Linked DNA regions of Mus musculus: region 2 is linked to region 1. The links are chromatin contacts, called in public Hi-C maps. All regions are on one chromosome and are shown on one strand. The core of a region is the stretch at or near the end of the contact, and the rest is flanking DNA. Distances in the headings are between cores, read along the strand shown.

What was found. A called contact is a pair of places that touch in the nucleus more often than the background predicts.
Region 2: a contact with region 1 is called in a Hi-C map of the N1E-115 cell line, with 1.8 times the contacts expected there. The contact joins two enhancer-like sites. A contact is called at or near these places in 1 of 15 datasets of contacts at CTCF or cohesin (the NIH/3T3 cell line) and 1 of 484 Hi-C or Micro-C datasets (the N1E-115 cell line).

Annotation. Positions count from the first base shown.
Region 1 is chr2:61,068,225-61,074,434 of GRCm38.p6, reverse strand. No RefSeq gene overlaps it. Among named protein-coding and RNA genes, the nearest start is that of Gm39833, 56 kb to the left of the region's middle. Within about 2 kb of position 3,209, at least 17 of the 459 cell types and tissues checked have an H3K27ac peak or open chromatin away from gene starts, as enhancers often do. A contact at or near this core is called in the N1E-115 cell line, where this site is marked.
Region 2 is chr2:61,281,279-61,287,488 of GRCm38.p6, reverse strand. No RefSeq gene overlaps it. Among named protein-coding and RNA genes, the nearest start is that of Gm26422, 4.1 kb to the right of the region's middle. Within about 2 kb of position 2,613, at least 17 of the 459 cell types and tissues checked have an H3K27ac peak or open chromatin away from gene starts, as enhancers often do. A contact at or near this core is called in the N1E-115 cell line, where this site is marked.

The DNA of each region.
Region 1 (6,210 bases), core at 1,960-4,459:
CCTGGCATCTGAACCTAGAACCATTGATTCACCAAGTAGAATGTATATATTGGCTGCCCCACCCTAACCCATCCCACTCCTGGTCATGTTTGATTTATTTATTTTTTTTTATTTATTTTTTTACTCAACCAAATACAACTTATGAAGGATTTCACATGGGCTCTACAAAACAATTTTGTAACAGATGATCAGAAAACAACTTATAAAAGTTTGGCTTTTAAGCTAGATGGTGTAGTTCAACTAAGTAAGCAGTAACCATGGTGACCCTGTGTGATGCTTCTTTGTGAAACTGAAACTTCTGAATTAATAGATTAACTAAGTTCATCAGATCTTTCTCATGCTTTGGCCTGAGTTTGGATCCCACAGGTAACTAGGAACAAGGCCAGCCCCTACTCGGTTCTCATAGAAGATATAACAAATGGTCCTTAGCTTAAGAATCAGAGGAATAGGATTCACAGATGTCACAGGGTAGAGAATGATTTCATGTGACTCAAGCACACAGCTGTTTTGTTAAAGGGACAGAGGATCTGCTGTCACTCAAGAACTCTGAGCTAGCCCCCTTCTGTCATCTGTTCATTTGGCTTTTATTTTTGTGGACAGGGTCTCTCTATGTGGCAGGACTGTCCTGCAGCTTGCTATATAAACCCAACTGGCCTAGAATCACAGCAATCCACTTGCTCCTGCCTCTAAAGGTGTGCACCACTATGCCTGGCTCCCGACATAGAGAGTCGCGTCCCTGACAGTTCTGAAGAATGAAAAAGGAAGCCAATCCTATTGAAAGCCACCAGAGATGAATATTTCTAACTTTTGATTTATTTCCATGTTTTGTTTCTAATAATATACCATTTTACATTATATTCTTGATATTTTAAATTAAGTAGAGCAGTAAAAATCCTCAAGACTATTAGAAATATAAGTGCATACACACATATATTTCAGGCTCTAATTTAATAATACCTGGTTAATATTAAAATGCACTTTATAACCCTTCAATGATAGGTTTATCATATATTCACCTTAACTAGTGGAGAGTCAGATAACAAAATGATATAAGCCAGAATGTTACTCTCAAAAGCATTTAATTTGACACAAATTTTATCAAAAAAAGGATAATTGTATATACCATAGAAAACACAATATACAAAGATATTCTAAGATATACAATATCACTGAAGAATTAAGACACAAATTTCCCAATGTTTCCTATAAGTAGAAGGATGTCTCTTAACAAAGAGTTGGATAGAGAGTAGTAAGGTCGCATGAGTCATCACTGAGTCTAAGCACAAGGCCTTAAGGTTTCTCAAAAGAAGCAGAATAGTAATACTTTAAAGAAGGCACATATTAAGAATACCAAATTCAGTGATCTGGAGAGATAGCTCAGTGGTTAGGAGCACTAGCTCTTCTTCCAGAGGACCTGAGTTCAGTTTCAAGCAACTACATGGTGACTCACAGCTGTCTGTGACTCCATTTATAGATTTGACATCATCACACAGACATATGTGCAGGCAAGACAGGAATGCACATGAAATAAAAATAAACCTTAAAAAAGAATAGCAAATTAATACATAAACATGTATTATAGATGCAAAAGCAAAATAAATCAAGTAAGTTACAATGGAGATTCATGGAATCACGACATTTTACTAACTGGACCTATATCTACAACTCTTCCAACTTTGGGGGAGCTAATTACTTTATTTGGTCTATCAAAGCACTGTTCACAGCACACTCACTAAAAGTTTGTGGGAAGAGGGAGTTTTCAGGCACAAAAGCAGTATGTGTATATAATAGCTTTTTGTTTTATGATGTTTTTGTTTGTTTGTTTGTTGTTTTGTTTGCTATTTACAATTTAACAACAGTCCAAAAGGCCTTGGGTGAATCATGAATTACTAATAATAAATTGGATAAAGAAGTCAAATTATATGTTGAGAAGTTATTCAGAGGTCTGTAACTATAATTCTGGGTAAAATGCTAGGTAAACATATACAAGATAAAAGATAACATTCAAAATAAGAAGTTGACCCAAGTTCACCCACATGGTCACTACTTCTCAACTGCTTTCCTGAGCATCTGATTCTTCTACATGGATGTAGATACAAATTCCCTCAGTGTAATTATAAACACAGTAGGTTAATGTTTTCAGTCATGTAAAACAATAGTTCCAAAAATCGGTAGTAGAAAAGGGGGTTACTCAAGACATGGGGGTTACAGGAGTCAACTAAACACACCAGATCCCTGCTCTCTTTGGGAACTTTTCAGTTGAAAGGAGGCACTTATGAATGAAGGTAATAATCCAATAAAAAAGATGCAGCCCATGTCATGTAATGACACAAACCACAAGGAGAGACAGGCACAGAAGGCAGGAATAGAGGTAAAAGGGAATGTGTTGTTGTAACTAAGCGCAAAAGATATTTTTTTCAAGATGAGCTGACCTTTGAGCAGAGATGGGAGAGGTGACAGAGCTATGTGACTGTCAGCCAGAAAGCCCCTTCCAGGCAGAGGCAGCTCACAGGCCCTGAGGTGGCGACATGCCTGTCTGTCATGGTTTATGAATGGTAAAGGTAAAAGTTAAGCACGGAATGAGGAAATTGAAGAAAATGAGGCCGGAGAAGCATCTGGGGAAGACCCCATGGAGGTTTTACATCTGGAAGCTTTACAGCAATCCTCCTTTGAAGAGGAGAAGCCTATTTCTTCCCTCCTAAAATGAGTGTCAGATTTAAAAACTTGGCTCATGAACCTGACAGAGGGGTGCTATGTAACTTCCAACATTAGATTACTAAAAAAGACAGCTTCTACCTTCCTGATCTCTTGAAATGTCATTTATATTCTAGAGAAGTCCAGATACTTTATTGTGAAAACACCTAAGCAGTCATTACCGGGAGAGAGAGAGAGACAGAGACAGAGAAACACAGAGAGAAACAGAGAGAGTGTCAGAGAGACAGAGAGAGTGTCAGAGAGACAGAGACAGAGACAGAGAGACACAGAGAAAGACAGAGAGGGTGTCAGAGAGACAGAGACAGGGACAGAGACAGAGAGACAGAAACAGAGACGGAGAGAGGCCAGTGAGGCTTCTACCAAGAACCAGAACTCACATACCAACTGTGGGAATCAAGCTAAATTCACTTGACTTTCTCAAAACATCACCCTGGCTACTCGCTCTGTGAATACACTGTAGCAGGAAGCTGGGATGGTGGTAATTGCAGGAATCCAGACAGAGGAATGCACTGGCTGTTCTAAGAGCAGTGGTAATTGAGGAAGTGTTTAAGTTGTAGATAAATCTGAAAGGAGACAGCTGACAATGTTTGCTAATACACTGGGTGAGGGAGCATGACAGACAGAGAGGACCAAGGCAAGAGTTCCTCCAAGGATTTTTAGCCTGAGCATCCGTTAGAAACTGGATTAGTATTAACAATGTTAACTAGGGTATGGCAGGCTTGGTCGTCTATCTCTGAATGTGGCAAAATGTAGACGTCTACTAAGCATCCAAAGTGGGGATGCTAAGAAGGCAAATTTGTTATGGAGCTTCAAGTTCAGAGGAAAGATGAGTTACAGTCTCCGGTGAACTGGAGTAACTAATGAGTAATGAAGGAAGACAGGAGAGGCAGCCCTGGGGGCTGGGCCCAAACCATATTTTGATGTCTAAAAGAAACTGTGACAGAAGACAGAACAAGAGTACGTGATTGTGTAGGGGAAGAGCAGGACGGAACACCGTCCCGCAAACCACTCAAGACAAGATTCAAAAATAGAGCAATTAACAAGATCAAACAGTAGCTGAGTGAAAGGGAGACTGGAAGTCTGTTATTGGATTTAAAATCTGTTTCTTTGATGAGCATTTCCATTAGCGGGATGGACACTGAAGCTGGGATGAGCAAAGAATGGGAGGTTACGTTGTGTATGACAACCCCCAGAGAAACACCAAGGGGACAAAATACATTTTGGAAGAATTGTTAAAGTAATTAAAATACCACACTAAAAAATATTAATTTAGTGTTGAAGGGATTAATAAAAAAATAGAAGAACAAGTAGATACTAAACATACATAAAAGTCTGAGAAAGCAAAAGTACATCCAACTATAGCAACAGCAGTAGTACATGTGAAAGATTTCAACAGCCAAATTAAAATGCAAAGACTCTCAACCTAGATTTTTCTAAAAGGTTCAGTTGTTTATAGGAGATGAATTGGAGTCACATGTAAATGATATGATTTACTGTGCTGACAATAAACATATATATATGTATGTATGTGTGTATATATATATATATATATATATATATATATATATTATATTAATATCAAATGAAACAAATTAATACAATATATGTTTTCAGATACTGGAGAAGTTTAATTTTTAAAGAGTATCAAATAATCAAGGAACTAACATAAGTATGAATACATACATATCAACTACAGCATCACTCAAAAAACTGTGGCAGGAACTGAAGAGCAAAATGGACAACTGAACAACAAGAGCTAAAGACTTAAATATTTTACTTTCAACAATGGATTAAAAGGCACAGAAAGCAAATTTCTAAGGAAATAAAAGATTTCAACAATGCTATTGATCCTACGGGATCCCCCACCCCATCATCAGGACTATCACATTCTACTGCATGTTCTTCACAAATGCACACGGCACTTTCTCCAGGATGAATTTGGACCATTATTTCAAAAGACACAATACAAAGGACCTTAATTCACTATAACTCAGTGATGGAGTGTCTGCCTTGTATGTATAAGAGCCTAACTATAATTCCAAACACCACACAGACACCACCAGCCAAAGGGCATAATTCAAAATGCTGAAATACAAACTGGTCAAAATTCCTAAAGTCTAAGCATACTGAAAAGTCAAAATCTGAAAATAATAATTGTACAAACATAACTGGAAGCAATACTTTGAAAAAAGTTAATTGGAGATAAGAATAAAGCTCAGTGGTTAAGTGCTTGCCTAGCACATACAAGGCTCTAGGTTTGGTCTCCAGCAGTACACACACACACACATACACACACACACATACACACACACACACACACACACACACACACACACACACACAAATACTTATCTACAGTATTTTTAAAGGATACATTTGAAAAGCTAAAGACTTGGTAGACTACTTTGCACAATAAAATGGGAAATAACAACATATGTTTTGTAAGCATAAATAGATATACCAATAACAGTTACATAATAGTTTTGAACAGATTATATTCAATAAAGGGATAGTCCAAAAAGTTAAAAGTTTACATGTATAACTCTGTGGCTGGTAATTAAATATGTGTAGTGTTATAACTACCACCATCAAAATTCAATGATAGAAATGAATTTTCACAATATTGTTTTTTTAATTATAATATGAAAAATGTTATTTTCAATTTTAAAAAGTAAATGAAAATCACAACAGGTAACCATCTCCTATTCAGTCTCTCAAAGAGCCAGGATCTTGAGGAACTGCATAGTCTATGTGTGCAGATGCACCAAAAAGAGTGTCTTGTCATTTATTATGGGCCTTCCAGTGACTTGCCTTATACTCTCGATACTTACATGCAAGTTCAAAACCCATGATACTACTCTTATGCTGAGCCAGATCTATAAATAATGCATGAAATAAATTTCAAATCTTTAAAAGTCTTAATAAAATGTATACTCTTAGTATTGAAAATGACAAGATGAAATACATGGTAAAGAAAATTATAAAATGTAACAGTGAGGATTTAAAATAATGCAGGTAGAGCTAGGGAGGTAGCACAGTGCTGGAGGACCTGCCTCGCATTAATGAAGCCCTGGGTTCAATTCCCAGTGCTGCCAAAACAAACAAACACACAAACGAGTATGTTAATAAAGCCAGGGAATTGAGTGATAAAAATCTAAAGAAAAAACTCATAAAGGAAAAGATGAACACATAAAAAGCATTCTGTAGACAGATGGTGGTGGGTAATCACATGAGGCAGTCTGAAGAGCTGGCTCAACATCTACCATTAATTGTGACTTCGAGTTTCAGGTTATGAGGAATGGCCACTGCTTCCTTTGAGATGCAATCCATATCCATCTTTGTACATGGCAGAGATGCACTTCATGCACTCAGGCTCACACCACACTCTCTTTTGGAAACGCCCTCAAAGACACAGCCCAGTTTTTAGGCATTCATTCACCAGATACGCTGCAGCTATGTGACATGCAACCAAAATCACATTAATCCCTTCAGAGG
Region 2 (6,210 bases), core at 1,364-3,863, 210 kb before region 1:
TCTTGATTATATTAGGGGAAAGTCTGATGCATTCTAGCTTTTCCCCTTTCTTGACAATTTTTGCATGCATACCCACATATGTGTGAGCAGATGGGTGTGTGTGTGTGTACGCAATGTGAGCATGTGCATAGAGGCCTAAGGTGGATGTTGGACATTTCCATCCTACATATTAAAGTGGGGTTCTTCACTTGAATGGAGAGCTCATCAATTCCGCTAGTCTAGTTAGCCAGCTTGTTCTGTGGATCCCTGTCTCCACATCCCATGCACTGAGATTATAGGCAACTTTCCACAGCCAGCCAGCATTTGAGTGTGAGAGATCCAACCTCTAGTCCTCATGTTTCAATGCCAAGGACTTTGTCCATAAACCATCTCCACAATCCATGTGATTGCGTTTTAAAAAAGAATTTTTTCAACTCTTACTGATACACTTTTTCTAATTAACAAACAAACAGGACACTTTCTGTGCAAGCTCAAAAACTTCAGTGACTAAGCAGCTGATCTTAAATTTCCATTAGCTTTCAGGATGGAGTGTTTTACACAGTGACATGTGTAATCTGCTTCAAGGTGACCAGCACAAAGGACAGTTCCCCAAAGAGGCAGATCTGAGAAGGTGGGCCTTAGACCTTATGTTACAGGTGAGAAGCTTAGAGTCCAAGAAGCCAAGTGACTAGCATTAAGTTATGTTTTACCTCCTTTGGGTGAAATCATTTCTTGATTATTGATTTAAATGCAAAAAGCCCAATTTCAACCTCTGCTCTGATTGGATAGTTAAAAAGCACACCTAGGCTCTGACTGACGATAAGTGACTAGATATGTTGATTAGCACATCAGAGGATGCTGTGTGTGTAAACTTGATACTTGACACAACTTTTTCAATGTCTTGTTCCATGGCTGAAGAGTACAGTAATCATGAGTCAAAATTCTGTGACAGAAAGGATTCATTGGGAGGGGACAATGATTAAAAAACAATCTTTGTTCCTAGAAAACAGAACAAAATGTGGGGTGATCTCACTTCTTAACGCTTTAGTAATAAGTCAGTCTAGCGAAGCACCAGGTTTTGAAGTGCTTACACACAGGATGTGAAGCAGATGTGCACATGTGGGAAGAGATCAGAGCGTAGTAAGAATCCTCATGCAGACCCATCAGGTCCTGAGGCTACCAAGCCCTATTAGGTCTATGGCCAGGCCAGACTGCTGTATGAAACCCAGCTCGTTTGCTCCTGACACAGTGCCAACAATCTGTAACTCACATTCTGTGACACATGTGTCATGCTTTTACATTAAAACCCAACCTCTCCCTAGTCAGAATGGCCATTGTCAAGAAAGTAGATGGCTAAAATGCTGGCGAGGATGTAGGGAAAGAGGAGTAAGGTGAACTAGGACAGCTATTATGGAAATCAATGTGGAGATTTCTCAAAAAACTAAACCCAGACAGGGCTGGATGGATGGCTCAGCACTTAAGAGCACTGGTTGCTCTTCCAGAGGACCTGGGTTCAATTCCCACCATCCATATGAGGCTGATCACAGGAAATCTGACATTACCTTCTGGTCTCTATAGTCACCTGCATAATATACACATCCACACACATCTATATGTGATTAAAATAAAATCTTTTTAAAAGTTAAACAGAGTGCTACTAAATGACTCAGCTATACCACTCCTAGGCATGCACCCAAAGGGCTCTATATTCTGCCACAGAGATCTCATACGTTGGCGCTTACAGCTGCATACCCACAGTGGTAGGGAAATGAAACACACATGGATGACCATTCAGCAGAAGAATGGATGATGAAAATGTGGTCCATGCACGGAATGGAATTTTATTCAGCTATAAGGCAAAATGGAAATTCAGGCAAGTGAGTGAAGCTGGAAAGGGTTATATTAAGAGAAGTGATCCAAACTCAGGAACAGAAACGGCACATGCTCTCTCACACATGGATCCTAGACTTTAATGTTTTTGTGCATGTATGTAAGTATGGATGTGGCTATAGGCCACCGAAACCAGAAACAAAGTGCTGGGGAGACAGGTGAGGACTCAGACACATGCGGTGAGAAAGCAGGAGGCTCCTGGGCTTGGGGTGGGGGTGGGGGTACGAGTATGTGTGTGGGAGCAGCAAGACAGGAAGAAAAGCCGAATCCGAATCAACCAAACAACTTCATTTGAAAATGCCACCATGGCATTTTGTATGCTAATTAAAACTTTGACAAAAGAATATAAAAAGTAATTGGTTTTATTACAAACCAAAACCTCGGAACAGCATGGAGATCAGATCATGAGTCAGTGGAAGAAACAAAGGAGAAACTTGCAAATCCTGATTTGCTTCATAGTTCATCCTGGGCTTGGCACACACACACACACACACACACACACACACACACACACACACACACACACACCCCACATCCCACATCCACTGAATGCAGCAGTCTGGTTATATTTATTCACTCGCTTCCCTAAGTGACAAGAGACTCACGGTGGCATTTGTCAGTGTGTACATAAATTGCACTTTTCAGCTGATGATCCTTCTTCACCCTACGGATGAAGTTGTATGTATCACATTCTCCGGGAGCAATTCAGCCATGACTCACAGCATTCTTGTCCCATCTTCCAGATGGTATCAGCAATGCCAGTTACACGAGGATGTCCATACATCTGAACATCACCAAATGCCATCCGTGTAAGGAGTCCTAATTGCCTCCTGAAGCAAGGGATCAGATCTACTTTTCAAATACATTTTGACCATTTCATTTGTAATTTCTAGATGACCTTTCTGCTAACTTGTAATTTGACTGCTTATCAGATTAGATCTATAAACAGGAAATGATATCAATGAAAAATGGCACTTGTTTGTTTGGTCAAAGCTGACCAACATGCCTACCTAGTAAGTGCCTAGGAGAAACACATACTTCTGGTAGAAGAGAAAGACTCCCATGAAATAGTTAATTTCACAGAGAAGCCAAGTCCTTTGGTAAATTCAGGCATTTCAGTGTTACAAGTAAAGGCACAAAGTGGCAAGTTGCCAAGGAGAAATGGAACAGCTTCCCAGAGATGCTTGTTGCAGGCATCGTGATTTGTGGCAAACTCATTTGCAGCAGGAAGTCACTGGGAGGGGGACGAAGGGGAGTAGGACCTGCAGTTGTGTCTAACACTGATCCAGACAAAACAGCAATCAAAACCCAGGAGCTGACATCCAATCATTAAAGGATTCGAGCCATTGGTACAGTGTTATCCAGACAAAGCTGAAAACATCCCAAAGAAGGCAGAATCTCAATTTCGGAAATCGGAAACCAGCAACCAGCACCTAAATAGCGATATCTGAGCTCAGTCAGACACAGTAAAGCATTAAAACAGCATGAGTTCAACAGTAAATCTTGATGATACAACTGCATGTACGGCGTAGTGAATTTGTAGTGTTCATTTGCTTTGCTGCCTTTTAAACAGTATACAAGTATATTGTGCTTGCACATACAATGATGCCATTATATTACGGCAGTGGTTGGGGAAATGGCTACAGCTTGATTAATTGTAGAACAGAATTGCTTGACAGCAGAGCTGTCAGATATCAAAACACTTGCCAGGTTCTTTAATTGGACAAGTTGAGGAATGTATAGTGTAGCTGCTGTAACCAAAACCAATCTACAATTTCAGTAAAATTAACCCTTTAACACTATCTTCTTCCTGGTCTCTAATGTAGATAGATAGGTAGGTAGGTAGGTAAGTAGGTAGGTAGGTAGGTAGGTAGGTAGGTAGGTAGATAGATAGATAGATAGATAGATAGATAGATAGATAGATAGATAGATAGATAGATATAGGGAAACAGCTACACTGTAGAGTCTACAGAAATGCTGCCACACACAAGGTCATTCAAGACCAACCACTAATAAGCAAACAAAGGGGCAGAATTTGGGAGGATCTTCCAAATTTCCAAAGAGTTTTCATATACAGTATTTTGCTTAGTCCTCCACTCTACCACCTACAGAGCCTACTCTGCATCCGATTCTACTCATGTACTTGAGAGAACAACATGAATGGCATTCCTGTAGCCAACAGACTCAATCAGTGAAGAAATGGAGCAGAGTATTGGTGATGGTCTCTAAGCTTTTTCCCTAGATGCCACAAATCTATCTTTGAACTCAGGAAAAAAAAACCCTAATGTTTTTATCTTTCTACTAGGCTACCTCTGAAACAAATAGGTCAAATTAGTCAAGAGAGAAATACATTTTCATTGAAAGCTGTTTTCCAAGGCACTCTAAATTTCATACCAGAAAAACAGTTTAGCAGATAAGTCAGTTCTAAAAGCACCTGTCTATTAAACAAGACTTCTAGACCACTGATTTTATTTTCTTTAGAGAAATGCTAAAGAAACTTGCATTAAATCAGCAAGTTTTTCATGGTCAACTTTTAAAGAGCTCAGAAAACATTATCTCTTGCCTTCCAAAGAGAGCACAGGGCAGACTGAAAACTGAGGACATTTTGGGGCCATTCAGAGAACAGGAGTTTATAGCAAAAGCCACAATGTCATTTGGAAAGGCCAGTCTTTCTCCACTATGTTTTCTATAAAGTAAATTGAGAGATATTGAGGTAAACATGTTTTGAAGAAAATCCATCACAGACACCCATGCCCTTCCCACCGCATCACCTCAGCAGATCCCATTTCATGTTGCCTCTGCACAACAGTGACTAAAACAATGAGGTTTGATGATAGGACTAAGGTGACAGTCACCACCTCTTTCCTTTGTAGGTGGAACGTTTTCCATGTTGTTATCAAGCTCTTGTGGGGTAGTGCTTTGGTAAAGGGAACACACCCTGATTTGAACAGTGCTTTGCCCAACGACTCTGACATCCATTGATGTTCCTTGTCTGAGTCAGCTACCCACTGCAGCTTGCAAAATAGTAATTTTTCTAGTTTCCCATTCCTTATAATTTCTTATTCCTTCAATAGAAAAAATTCTAGTAAATGTTAAGTTCTCCAGTATTAATATCCAACATCATGTGGGATGGTGAAATAGTCTGTCCCAAAGTGGCAACTTGGGGCTTAAGTCTCTCTCTCTCTCTCTCTCTCTCTCTCTCTCTCTCTCTCTCTCTCTCCCTTCCCATCATTCATTCATTCATTCATTCATTCACTCATTCATGTATTACAGGTTCCTTGTGTATTTCACATTGTACTTCCTAGTCCTACTCATCTCCCTCTCCTCTCTTCTCCTCCCTCTACCCTTGCCACCCCCACTAAGAGAGAAAAAAATTCATGTGGCAGCTGGAGTATGTCACACTGTGTCTCACAGTATACTCTTTTTGCCCATGCTTGCAAACATTCATTGTAATGAGTTGTTGATCTGTTATGTTGATCTGGTACAAGGCCTCTGGCTTTTGCTACACTATCAATACTAGACCCTCACTGGGATTCTTCTCATGTTGCTTTGGTTACCCTGTGCTGTGGAGATCCTGTAATGTTGGATCTGTGGGACTGGCCCCTTCATGCACTTCAGTAGTTCATAGATGGGTAGATATTGGAATGGGCCAATCCAAAGCCCTGGATCTAGGCCTGAGAAGTATCTGAACGGCTCAGCCCTCCAGCTCTCCTGCTCCCACATCATCGGGGGGAGTTCTCTTGCCCTGCACTGGCTGGCCCATTCAATGCCACCACCAGCAAGGGGCAGAGCCAGCTCTCTTGTTCTCATGGCCTCAGGACTGGTTCATCTGCACCCATGCCATTAAGGACAGCTCTGCTGTACAGCTCAGACAAGGTATAGGGCCTGTTTTCCTGAGTACTACAACAGGCACGGGTCAGGGACAATTCTCTCACTCTCATGGCCCAGGGGTGAGGGACAAGAGAGCTCTCCTGCCTGCCACCAGTGGTGAGGGACAAGGGAGAGGAGGAGAGAGTCTTTCCCTCATCTGTACCACAGCACAGCACAGCACAGCAGACAAGTGTCAGGGTCCACTCACCTGTGTTTACACCCTCTGGCCAGCTCACCCACATTGCATAGGAGGCACAGTAGAGCTGGCCATGGTTGCAGGAAGTTTGGATGAGTTATTCCCAAGAATATGAGCTAGCTTTACTGTGCTGCCTAGGCAAAGTGCAGAGCTGGCTCTTCCTAGTGCTGCAGCAGGTGATGGGCAGGGCCAGCTCACCTGCCTGCTGTAGATGTCAAGGGGTGTAAGGAAAGGAGCATCTCTCCCTCACCCATGTTAACGGCAGGGAAATGGTG